Linked DNA regions of Sus scrofa: region 2 is linked to region 1. The links are chromatin contacts, called in public HiChIP or PLAC-seq maps. All regions are on one chromosome and are shown on one strand. Each heading gives the region's core, a stretch centred on a gene start, on an enhancer-like site or on the middle of the called end of the contact. The rest is flanking DNA. Distances are from core to core; before and after follow the strand shown. Region 1 has its middle 30 kb from the start of RUBCNL. Region 2 overlaps LCP1 (plastin-2).

What was found. HiChIP or PLAC-seq counts read pairs in DNA pulled down with a chosen protein or histone mark.
Region 2: an H3K27ac HiChIP or PLAC-seq map of alveolar macrophages shows a contact between it and region 1. The contact joins two enhancer-like sites. A contact is called at or near these places in 1 of 47 Hi-C or Micro-C datasets (blood) and 1 of 2 datasets of contacts at active chromatin or transcription factors (alveolar macrophages).

What each region holds. Positions count from the first base shown.
Region 1 is chr11:20,963,869-20,966,568 of Sscrofa11.1, forward strand. No RefSeq gene overlaps it. Among named protein-coding and RNA genes, the nearest start is that of RUBCNL, 30 kb to the right of the region's middle. Within about 2 kb of position 1,368, at least 36 of the 83 cell types and tissues checked have an H3K27ac peak or open chromatin away from gene starts, as enhancers often do. A contact at or near this core is called in alveolar macrophages, where this site is marked.
Region 2 is chr11:21,170,861-21,173,751 of Sscrofa11.1, forward strand. All of the region lies in intron 3 of LCP1 (plastin-2), which reads left to right. Among named protein-coding and RNA genes, the nearest start is that of LCP1, 46 kb to the left of the region's middle. Within about 2 kb of position 1,606, at least 13 of the 83 cell types and tissues checked have an H3K27ac peak or open chromatin away from gene starts, as enhancers often do. A contact at or near this core is called in alveolar macrophages, where this site is marked.

The sequences.
Region 1 (2,700 bases), core at 118-2,617:
GTGCTTGCATCTTTGATCCCTGGCCCAGCACAGTGGGTTAAAGGACCTGAGGTTGACTCATCTGTGGCTCAGATTCAATCTCTGGCCTGGAGAACTTCCATATGCTGGGGGTGAAGCCATTTTAAAAAAAACCAAAACAGAAAAACACACCATGGACCTAGAGGTTATGCTTGCCCTAAATCACGTGGCTTATGAGTAATGGAGCCAGGACCAGACCGTGCCGCCTTATTCCCAGTTCTGCGCTCCGTTCATGACGTCGTGCAGTGTCTCCCCTTGGCAGGGAGCCCTGCTCCTGAACTGGACATTTCAGCTTTCTGTGCACCACGTGTACACAACACTTCAGTGAATGTTAAATATTATTTAGATTCGACAGGCAACTCTCACTGACCAGGCATCCCCACCCCTACCCCAGTCCCGAACTAAAATAAAATAATCAAAACAAAGCCACTGATGAAAACAAATGAGCAAAACCATCAACCACACTCCCAGAGGATCTGCAGAGTATCAGGAACAGGATGGAGGGCTGGAGAGTCACTGAGGCTGCCTTTAGATCCGTGCTCTGCCACTTACCTGCTTAGGGCCCTTGGCAACTGAGTCCTCTCTCCCTTCACTTCCTCATGTAGAAAATAAACGAAGAGTTGTGTGTGTTGAGAGAGTTCAATGAATTCTGGTACACAAGCCAAATATTCAGTTGACTTTAGCTTTTTGTGTGAGTATGTGTTTTTTAGGCTGCACCCGCAGCACATGGGAGTTCCCAGGCTAGGGGTCTAATTGGAGCTGTAGCTGCCGGCCTACACCACAGCCACAGCAACTCGGGATCCGAGCCTCGTCTGCAACCTGCACCACAGCTCGTGGCAACGCCGAATCCCTGACCCACTGATCGAGGCCAGGGATCAAACCTGTATCTTCGTGGATACCAGTTGGATTTGTTTCCACAATGGGAACTCCCAATTTTAGTTATTATTGAAGGATTATTTCCATTTTCCGGATTGGACTGTTTACAGTGGTGCAATTCCCTACACCATTAAAAATGTTTCTTTTTACTAGCTATGATCTTTTGACAGATGATTTCGTTAAAGTAAAGCTTATTTCACTTGCTATGCTATATATAGCCACAGAACCTGCTCGTTCCTCTTTTTATGTGTGTGTGTCTCTCTCTTTTGATTTCGCAGTTAAAAACTAGTTTCAGGGCTATTGCTCCACATAAGAGTAAGCCCTTCTGTGCTTTCCACATGTCACAGTTCTGAGGTTCGGAGGCTCAAGGTAGGAAACTCTTTAAAGAGCTGGCGAAGACTCTTATTAATACAGAAAAAGGAAGCCCTGCCTATTTACTTCTCAGAGGAAGCTGTTCTTTAAACAGACTCCCCCAAAGGGAAGCTGGGTCTTGGGGCGTTGCTTGGCTTCGATCACTGTTATTTCCTCCTAAATGGTTCTGTCCCTCTGACCTCTGTCTCCTTTAATACCGATTTATGATGCAAATGCCCCTTGATAGATCAGAGAACTGACAGTGCCTTCTGGCCCTCTGGCTTCTGTATCCCCAAAGAGCTAATAGCAATCACATCTCACTGAGCTCCTGGATTCTCCTTTTCACTGTTGGATGCAGTGGTATTTCTCCTTTCTCTTCATACCTACATTCCCCTAGTCGAGTGGGATTTGCCTGGTCCTTAGACAATGGTTCCATCAGACAGCGTTTACTTTCTTACCTATAAGTGTACAGAATGTCTCTCTCTCTGAGCAAGGGATTAGATCCTTATTTGGAAGAAGTCAGCAAATAGATTCATAGGAGATCTTTGAACTAAGGGGCTTAAGAACATCTACCATTAAGACACAATTTGAAAGTGAAACTTGGCAGAAAGTTTCCTAAAAAAAAAAAAAAAATTAAGTGTGGGTGTTTCCTAGTAGCTCAGAGGGTTAAGGATCCAGTATTGTCACTCCTGTGGCTCTGGTTACAGCTGTGGTACAGGGTCGATCAGTGGCCTAGCAACTTCCCCATGCTGTGGGTGCAGCAAAAAAAAAAAAAAAAAAAAAAAAAAAAAAAAAATTTAAGTGGAGTAGTCAGCAAATTTGACTGTTACCCATGACAACCTTGAGTTTAGTAAAAAAGGAGAATCTCAAAACAGGCGCCTGTCATTTCCTAGGCATGTGACCCCTCCAGGGATTAACAACTGTGATTTGGGTGTTTAGACAGAAACTTGGGCTGGTGTTGCACTACAGCGTCCTGGTAAAACTGCACATCCACAGTCTGGTATATTTCTTTTAAATTCAAACCACATGGAGTGACTTATTAAATAAGCATATGTCATAACATATTTGGGTCACTATCGGGCAAACTGAGAAGTTGGCAGCAGATCTCGTAAAAGTTACTCAATTGTCTGGTAAGCAAGGCGGCCTTTGAAAGCCTGGCCACTTGCCATTTCTTTAAGCCCTTGATGGGAGCAGCTGCAGGACAGATGAGGACTGAGAAAGTTGCTCTTCTTTCCTAAACGGGTGAGGATAGGGCTTGGGGTCAAGCCAGAGATATGTGTCTACACAGCATCTAAGGAGAATGAGGCCCAGCCAGGTCCCACCCTTTGCACCAGTTTGTTGCAGTGATGGGTGCAAAGCCAAATGACTACCCAGGCACCTGGGCCTCAACTCCTTACCTCTGCAGCTTTAAGGGGCACAGGAAGGGCTGTTGGGTTAATTGGGAGCTGGTTCTTG
Region 2 (2,891 bases), core at 356-2,855, 210 kb after region 1:
ACATTGAAAAAAATTTCCCTTTGGAAAGGTGCAATATCCTGGGCACCTTTAAGGACCTTTTTCAGATTTTTCCTTTCCCTCTTTTCCTTTTTTGTCTTTCAAGTTGAGATTTTTCCATCACAATATTCCCGATTCTCCATTGCTTTCCTGTGACCACAAAGGAGGACAGTCGGGACCCTTTACCTGTCTGGGGATTGCATATAATGTGTTTAAGTAGAATGCAGTAAATAGCGCCTATAACATCAGCTTTTTAAAGCTGGCAAGTCTTGGTGGCTGCAGTTTCTGTGCATGAGATAAACACATGTGGTATAAAGACAGGAGAACAAATTGGGAGGCAAATTTGGTTCCTTCTGGAGCCTTTTGCTAAATGTGGAGCCTGCGCAAGTCTCTTAGGCCTCCTGAAGCTCGGTTTCCTCATCCACCAAGTAGGGGAAAGTGCTGTCTACTCCCTGGGGCTGCTCTTGGGTCCATTTCCTCTCCCGCTTCCCATTTCCTCAGTCTGTGTGTGTCTTTCACTCGGCTCCACTCACCATCTCACCATCGCTGCTGACTTACTGAGCCCTCGCTCTTCGCTAAGCGTCGTGCTGAGCCCCTGACATATATTCGCTTTTATATTTCTGCACAAAAGCTGTGTGAGGTTGAGGTCATCACCTTCTTATAACAGATGACCAAACTGAGGTTCCGGGACACCAAGTCCAAGGTCACAGAGCCCATCAGAGCTCAGATTCACACTTTACTTCTTCTCCATTTTAGTCTCCACACTTTCTTAAAGATGCAGACCGTGCCTGTTGAAATCGCATTGTGTTTTTAACATGCTCCACTAGCTCCTTTCCCATAAGTCTAAATATGCCTTTCAGTGATTGGATATTGAACGATTATCCATAATTTTCCAATAGGCAGAGATCCCACCTCTACTTTCGTTGGGTCTGCTGGCATACCAAACGTATGTGAAAAACAAATACATGCTTGAGGATTTCATGATACAGAGTCCTTAAAATGAGATTTATGAAGGGATTAGGCTATTTCATTATTTAAAATTTTGCAAAAGAAAGGTTATAGCATATCCTGTTATTCAATTGGTGTTCATAAATATTTGTCCACCACACTGTGGCTGCCACCAAAACAGTCCATCAAAGTGATACAAATTTCTGCCTCAATTTATCTGTAACTGTGCATTTTGTTTTTTGCGAGCATTCGTGTCGTTAGAAATTCTGAAAGAACCACCCCAAGAACCCAGAGGAAATGAGGTCACATTATTGAGAATGAAAAGAAGTTTCTCTTGTCATTGCTAGTCTACAGATATCCTCTGTATGTTGCCTAAGTGTTTTTTCAGCTCAAAGTACAATAGAGAAAATGCCTGGAGAATTAGGGCATGGATGACAGAGTAGAGAAGCCACTAACAGAATTGGTCCCCCAGCTCTGGCATGTGTGCCTCAGACTGAGCAGATGTAGCCCAATGGTCTTTGTCAGAGGTCCCCCAAGATCTCTTCTCTTTTCATGACTCACAGTGGATGCGGTCAGGTTTTTTCTCAACATTGCTGTACATCTTCCCACTCTGGCCACACTTCCTCAACTGTTAGAAGGTACTTTCCACAATAAGTATTTCAGGCAAGGCTAAGCCCGGAGCCCCTTCACCGCCCAACATGAGACCAGCCAATACCAGTGCTGGTGGCTTCTGTAGTTGGTGTCATCTCCCAATTCCGCAGGACCTTTTGAAACTGACTTCAAAGACTCTGAGGAGAAAAGTGGTAGAGGAGCCAGAACAAGCCAAGCTAAGACCATCTGAAGATAAAGCAACGGTGTGAAAACTAGGCCTACACCCACCCACACATGTATCATGCATCTAATTAAGTGTGAATTTTAGGCGGTGACTCTATATTTCATACAATTTAGAGTGGAAATTGGGTTTGTTCCCCAAGGTAATTTTGTAAAAGTTCTCATTCTTTTTTATTTTCTTCTGTCTTCCTTCCCTCTCTCCCTCACCCCTTTCTTCCTTCCTTCCTTCCCTTCTTTCCTTCCTCCCTTCCTTCTCTCCCTCCTTCCTTCACCAAGCACTGCTGTATACAATTTAGACACTTTATCTAATTTCATTCTAACACAGTGCTGTGGAGTGAGCCCTGTGTCTGCATCGATAATAATCCTGTTTTACATATGAAGAAACCAAGGCTCAGACACTTAAGTAACATGGACTCAAGCACACAGCAAGAAGCCATTGCATCAGAAAACCCAGCATCCTTCCACTGTCTCTTGTGGCTTCCTAGTTCATCCTTTTTTATGTATTTAGCGAGCTTAATTTCATAAGGGAAAAGCAGATCGTTAGCATTGCGATGCAGTCTGTGGACGCTGCAATGCCTTCACACCCACTTGGACCGGGAGAAAAGTGGGTCGTGTTCTGACACAGGTGAAGCTACAACCAAGCCCGTGCTGTTCCTGAAACACGAAGAAACGCCTCCCCTTAGTTAGTCTCCTCTCCAGCCACCTGTCAGAGACGGAAAGTACATTTCACGGACGGAGCATCTCCAGGGGTTTTGTGGGGTTTTTTAATCTTTAAAAAAGCTTTGACTGTGAATTGATTTGTGTGTTTCCCATACCTTGGTTAGACCAAACGAAGATTCCGGAGGCTGGACTTCTCTTTTCTGATGAGTCACTCTGAGACTTTGGGGAACAACCTCACTTTTCCGAGCCCCGTTTTCCCATTTTCGAACGTGTCCGGTCCCCTCCTCACGCAGCAGGGCCATTCTGTCGGACGGTGGCGTCCGGAGGAAGCTGGGTCCGTACAGAGCAACCCGGGTGGCTTCTTCGCAGAACCGTGTCGTTGTTCGCGAAGGCTGAGGGCCGTTCGTATGAGGGCAGTGAACGCCGTGAGCATCTGAGCATCGTGGCTGAAGAAA